2 separate regions of the Rattus norvegicus genome follow, and region 1 is linked to region 2. Evidence: chromatin contacts called from public Hi-C data. All regions are on one chromosome and are shown on one strand. Each heading gives the region's core, a stretch centred on a gene start, on an enhancer-like site or on the middle of the called end of the contact. The rest is flanking DNA. Distances are from core to core; before and after follow the strand shown.

Region 1 (3,096 bases), core at 459-2,958, 200 kb after region 2:
CAAACAAATAAACCAACAGGCAAAAGCCAGACACAATAGTGTAATCTGAACACTGATCCCCTTGAATCAAGTCAGTGAGCCCAGGTTCAATGAGAGTTCTTGTCTAGGGAAGCCTAGAGAGATTCTCAGCAGTTAGGAGTGCATGCTGCTCTTGAAGAGGACCTGGGTTCAATTCCCAGCACACACATCTTTCTGGCAGAAATGCTCACAAACCTACACACATATATAAACACAGGCACACAAGGTAATAACAATGCAGTAAGAGGGAGCTGGAGGGATGGCTCAGTGGTCAATCCTGAGCAGGAAAACCCGCCAATCCCTGAGCTCACTCAAGCTCAGGCATTGAAATCCCACCAATCCTCACCCTGGAAATCTCCCAGGGGAAATCGCCCCACCCCAACCCCAACCCCGCTGGGCAAGAAATCTTTTATAAACTTTGCCACCTACTCAGTTCTTAGCTGCTTCTCACTGGAGCAGAGACAGCCACCCTCCCAACAGATCTCTTGTGTAAGATTTGTTATGCAAATGTTGACCTCGTGGCATTCCCTGGCTCCCAATTGCCAGGATACCAATTTGTGAGGAGCAAAGCTGTAACATTTTCACAAGAGCAGAGCTTTGTCTGGGTATACTCCCCCCCCCCCCACCGAGCAGAACTGTAACACTTGATAACCCTTCCCTAGGGGAAGCCTTTTCCTTCTGAACTGCCAACACTTAGACCCACAGCAAAACAGGAGCTGGTCATGGTGATGCACACCAATAACCCACCGTCACTAGGGAGGTCAAGGCAGGAAGACCAATCAGTATAATAAGAGCCTGAACTAGGTGATATTTCCCTTCAAAAATAAGAGGGGGTTGGGGATTTAACTCAGTGGTAGAGCGCTTGCCTAGCAAGCCCAAGGCCCTGGGTTCGGTCCCCAGCTCCGAAAAAAAGAAAAGAAAAAAAAATAATAAAAGAGAGGAGATAGAGGGCTCCTCGAAGTTAAATGCCCTTGCTCTTCCAGATGACCCTAGGTCGGTTACCCGCAGAGCGCACACATCACCCAGCTCGCCGCTATCTGTCACTCCAGCTCTAGCAGGTCCAACGCTTTCTTCTGTACTCCTCAGGTATCCAGTGCATGTGACTTTGACACAAGTAATTTAAAAAGCCAGGCGTGGTGGTGCACGCCTTTAACCCCAGCAAGGGGAAGGCAGAAGCAGGCAGATTTCTCAGATCTGGGTTGGCCAGCCAGGGTTACACAGAGAGACAAACAAGCACTGACTGCTCTTCCAGAGGTCCTGAGTTCAATTCCAGGCAACCATCTATGATCACAACCATCTATAATCAGATCTAGTGCCCTCTTCTGGCCTGCAGGCAGAAAACTGTATAGTGTATATATAATAAATAAATAAATATTTTTAAAAACCCCATAAAACTTTTCAGTGGTTTTCTGTGCTAGGCAAATACTACTTCTGAGCCCTACTCCCCTCCCTACCTTCTACCCCTAGAGTCTCTGGCTTCTCTGCAGCCTCCCAAAGCAGCATCTTCTCTCAGCACTCAGGGCCTCTTACTTCCCTGAGGGCCATCCTTGACCCCCGTCATCTCCAAAGTTTCCTTTGTTGCCTAGTTACAATTCTAGCACTCTGGTTCTGGGCCCTGCCAGGGTTCTGGTTCCGGAATGTTCTCTCCAGGTGCCTTGGGCCTAGCTCCTACCTAGCCACAAGGCAGCACTGAAGACATGGGTAAGACCATTCCCTCGTACCTGGAGCAACTGGACCTCCGCAAAGGCTTCATAGGCCTGGCTACAGGTGCCGGGGCCATATACCTGCTGTACAAGGCCATCAGAGCTGGCTTAAAGTGTCAGTCACCGCTCTGTTCCGACTCACCTATCTGCATTGCCCGTGAGTGTCCAATCCCTGGGGAGAGGGCTTTGCCCCAGGAGGTACCTGCTTCTAAGGCTTCCCCTTCCTTCTTTCTCTTCTCCAGTCTGCCTCAGTTTCCCTCCCCCTTCCCAGCACTAGCAAGGCACGGCTGTAGAAGCTAGTTTGGGAGTCTCTGGGTAGCAGCTCTCTGTGGAGCCAGTCTCCAGGAACTGTCCACCCTGCTCCCTCTCTCTCTGGTCTATGTATTGGAAACTGAAGTCAAAAACTTGGTCAGGAACTGGAGACACTGAGGGAAAGAAAAGTTGAGAGACCTTTTTGCCCTGAGTTTCCAACTAGGTCATGGGGTACTTTAAATGTTTATCTTATGTATTTGGGGGTCTTGCCTACCTACGAGTACTGACGTAACGGACAATTGTGAGCCACCAGGCGGTTGCTGGGATTTGAACTCAGGACCTCTGAGAGAGCAGCCAGTGTCCTTAACCACTGACCCATCTCTCTAGTCCCCCTAGGGTACTTTTGTGGCATCAGGAAAAGGGTCACTAAGTTGAGACACGTTGGTTGCCAACTGCCAAGAGTATCCCGATGAGAACAGAACCCTACCAGGAAAGTTGTAACTGTGAAAAGACAAAGGAGCGACCGACACGCAGACAGCACAATAGTAGACATGGTTCTTGGTGTGGTGCACACTTGGTAGGGTAGTCCGGGAAACGCTCCACTCAGCAGACCAAAAGTTTCCATTTTAGGAAAAGCCTTAGACCTCAGCTTCCCTCCTTACCCCGTTTTCCCACTTCCCAGCCCCTTGCGTTCCTCAATGAGTCCGTATCCCTAACTGTGGACTGGGGTGTTGTTTAGGCCTGGCCATAGAGAGAGAGCGCCACGGGCGGGACTCGGGTGAGATTCGAAGACTTCTCCACTCTCTAGAGTGCAAACACGATGCATATACCAAAAGCATGGTCCTTCATAGCATCACCCGCTGCGTGTACTTGCTGGAAGCTGAGGTGGGCTGGGCTGGGCTGGGCTGGGCTGGGCTGGGCTGGGCTGGGCTGGGCTGGGCTGGGCTGGGCTGGGCTGGGCTGGGCTGGGCTGGGCTGGGCTGGGCTGGGCTGGGCTGGGCTGGGCTGGGCTGGGCTGGGCTGGGCTGGGCTGGACGGGCATGGCCGCGCCCCTCCCTGTCAGTCTGGTTCCTGGCTTAGAGTTCACCCCTAACCCCACGACTGCCTAGACAGCATCCTCAAA
Region 2 (3,528 bases), core at 602-3,101:
ACTTCAAAACCAGCACCTGTGTTCTTAGACGGGCGCACTTTCCCATTAGGTATAGGCACCTGAACCCCCTTCACTCCCTCACCCCTCCCGTCACATCAAGGCCTCGGGACCCATGACTTTGTTTTAAAGCTGGTCCTGGACACCAGAGTCTTTTTTTTTTTTTTTTTTTTTTTACAGATTTATTTATTATATATGACTACATTGTGGCTGTCCTCAAACACACCAGAAGAGGGCATCGGATCCCATTCCGGGTGGTTGTGAACTGCCATGTGGTTGCTGGGATTTGAACTCAGGACCTCTGGAAGAGCAGTCAGTGCTCTAACCAGTGACCCATCTCTCCAGCCAGACACCGGAGTCTTACGCCTGTTAGGCTGATGCTGTACCACTGAGCTCCGTCTTCAGCTGCAGCTAACATTTGAGCTGGGATCTGAGGATTGTCTAGCCTACCGTGGGCTGAAAGGGGAGCAGGGGTGCCTGCTGCAGACCTGTCTGACATCTGTCTTTCCACAGACCTGAGCAAGTACCTCACTCAAAAAAAAAAAAAAAAAAAAAAAAGATTTAGCACACAGCTGGGCATGGTGGCGCACACTTTAAGCCCGGAACTCAGGAGATAGAGGCCAGTGGATCTCTAATTCAAGGGCAGCAAATTCTAAGAGAGTCGGGGGTACACAAAGAAACAAAAGTTCACCACACTGACGTGACTGAATTAGCCCAAGAAAGTTCAGGGACAACATCCTCCTACCTTAGCCCTGCAGTGGGTGGGGAACAGAGGTCTCTGGGTACTTCTCAGACCACAGCTTCCTCTGAAGTCCTGAATCCCCTGACGCAGGGAGGGGAGGAGGGAGGGAGGCCAGTCCAGTGAGAAAGTCTGGTTTCTGAGAAGGAGACGATGCAGGGTACAGAGGCAAGGGGAACGATGCGCAAGGGACAAACGTCTCTTTCCAGTGTGAGTGGCACTCGAAGCTCCAACCTGCCTGCCACTTAACTCCACTCTGACCCTGGCGCGAACCTGCTTTACTCTACGTGATGCGTGCTGTGTATGTGCTTGGGTGGAATGAACCCTTCTCAGATCTGCCCCCTGCTAATGGTGGGTGCTGGCCACATCTATGACGTGTTTCCAGAGAGGGTGGCCTGGAATGAGTCACTCCAGATTTGAAGGCTTCCTGCAATGATCCTTGACCCCGCGCCTCTCTATTCACTGCAAAGACGGGGGTCAGGCACCAAGAACGACTTTGTTTGAAATGCCAACTAATTGAGAAAAGACAGTGTGGGAGGGGGCGTTTGTTCAAAGTCCATCATGCCTGGAGGCTGAATCCGGAGCAGTTTATACAAGATGGCTAGGGCGAGACTGGTGGGCGCCTTCTCCCAGGTTACGCTTAAACGAGGCGCATCTGATCCTAATCCAGTCACAAGATGCTTTTCAGTTCTGCAGATCTCAGCAAGGATCGTTTCCTCGAGCTATTCCTGTCATCCGTGCCTCAGTCCACAAGTTGGTCCATTGCATAATGCACGGCTACAGGGAGCAGCCGCCCAGTGGCTCTCCGGGGCTCATCACCAAACTAGGCGATGAAAGAGAACGCTTCCACTGGTGACTGTGGAAGACATGGGACAGGCAGAAGATAGACAGCGGGCAGAAATCCGATCCCAATGCCCCAGCTTCGGCCCCAGTCCCAGTGCAGAACTGCCAGCTGCTCCTAAAGCAGGTCTCACGGTGCAGCCACGTGGTGGCGCCCCCTAGCGGCCTCACACAGCAGCGCTTCTCCGCTTTGGCTAAGCGCGGAGCCGGCGGAACGAGCCATTCTCGCGAGAGCACGAGCTCTATTTGAGCGCCTGCGCGAAACCTTCTGCCTTCTTTTCCGGTTCCCGCAGCCGCAGCCATGAGGTAGGTAGTTATTCGGGGTACTATCCGCCGCCATCCGTGCACCCGGCTGTCCCGCGGACTCCCTGCGGCCCGCTTCGGAGGCTCTCCCGGCGGCTACCCGTGTCGCGAGCCTTTTCCCGGCATGCTGTGGGCCTGTCATCCGGCCCGGGGTCCAGTAGGGCCGACCCTGAGCACCCTTGCTTCTCCCCAACAGCAGCAAAGTTTCACGCGACACCCTCTACGAGGCGGTGCGGGAAGTCCTGCACGGGAACCAGCGTAAGCGCCGCAAGTAAGCGCGGGCCTCCCCGGGCGGGACGAGCAATCCTGGGCCAGGGCGAGCAACCCCGGGCACGGCGAGCATCCCCCGGTTCACAGCTCCCCTTTCGCTTAGGTTTCTGGAGACGGTGGAGCTGCAGATCAGCCTGAAGAACTACGACCCTCAGAAGGACAAACGCTTCTCGGGCACCGTCAGGTTGGCACCGCTCTGACCCCACCCAGCCCTCAGTGTCCCGGTGTGGCCTCCCCGTTGTCGCTCTGGCCGAGCCCGAGGCGGGCACGGGGACACTGACGTGCCAGGGTAGTTCAGGAGTCCTGCTACGGGCAGGCTCTCTGGACGGACCCCCACCCTGGGTCTTAAAACAAGAGGGGAGGCGTGGGGAGGCCTCGGCCGAGCCCGCCGGCTAGCCTGAGAAGCCAGGCTAGTGTCGCACAGACCTCCGGGTAAGGCTCGGGGCTTGCTGCTACCTCAGATGCCTTCAGCCTGTTGGGCGACTCCAGCATCAGGCATGACCTGTTGTGTCTCTTCCCCACCCCCTGAACGCAGGCTTAAGTCCACCCCTCGCCCCAAGTTCTCCGTGTGCGTCCTGGGGGACCAGCAGCACTGTGATGAAGCCAAGGCCGTGGATATCCCCCACATGGACATCGAGGCGCTCAAGAAGCTTAACAAGAACAAGAAGTTGGTCAAAAAGCTGGGTAGGTGTAGCTGGACTGATGTGTTGGGGGAGCTTGAAATGAGCTGGGGCTCACAGGGGCTGACTCGAGGGCGGTTCTCCACTTGCTGGCTGGCTTGCCTTACCTGACCCGAGACCACCTGCCCAGGAGTGGCACCAATCAGTGTGCTTCACATCAGTTTGCAATAAAGAAAATGCCCCCTCAGGCCAGTGTGATGGAAGCCTCAGGTGTGTGCAGCTGAGGTGTTTGGTGTTTTAACCCACAGAGGGCTCACAAGGGCCTGTGACCCTGGGTGGTAGCCCCTATCGACCATGATAGGTGGGATATTTAGTAGTCAGGCACTGGAAGGCTTCTTTTACCTGTGGTGAGCTGGGCAGTAGTCGTACCTGCTTTTACACACAGAAGGAAATAGCTCCATCTGTTTCTTTAAAAGTATTCGGGCGCAAGGCACTGGGTTTGGTCCCCAGCTCCGAAAAAAAGTATTCGGGGAGTCAGCTTGGCTCCAACTGACAGGGGTTGAAGGTAACCCCCTCTCTGTATCCTCAGGTGTGTCCTTAAGTTTTCCCAGGCCTGTTGGGGGCTTCTCAAATAGCTGGGCTTGGCCCATCTTTGACAGATTTTGAGGTGCTTTTTTACCCTTAAGATTTTATTTATGTATATGAGCAGGCTGTCATCTGTCCTCAGACACACCAGAAGAGGGCACCAGATCCCATTAC

The links. A called contact is a pair of places that touch in the nucleus more often than the background predicts.
Region 1: a contact with region 2 is called in a Hi-C map of the A7r5 cell line, with 7 times the contacts expected there. The contact joins the promoter of Armc12 here to the promoter of Rpl10a in region 2. A contact is called at or near these places in 3 of 12 Hi-C or Micro-C datasets (the A7r5 cell line, the Rat2 cell line and frontal cortex).

What each region holds. Positions count from the first base shown.
Region 1 is chr20:6,587,865-6,590,960 of GRCr8, forward strand. Armc12 (armadillo repeat containing 12) reads left to right here and starts at 1,709. Exons shown (of 6, transcript NM_001113777.1): 1 at 1,709-1,878; 2 at 2,713-2,858. The coding sequence starts at 1,716.
Region 2 is chr20:6,388,682-6,392,209 of GRCr8, forward strand. It overlaps Rpl10a (ribosomal protein L10A), which reads left to right and starts at 1,852. Exons shown (of 6, transcript NM_031065.1): 1 at 1,852-1,882; 2 at 2,076-2,150; 3 at 2,253-2,333; 4 at 2,685-2,833. The coding sequence starts at 1,878.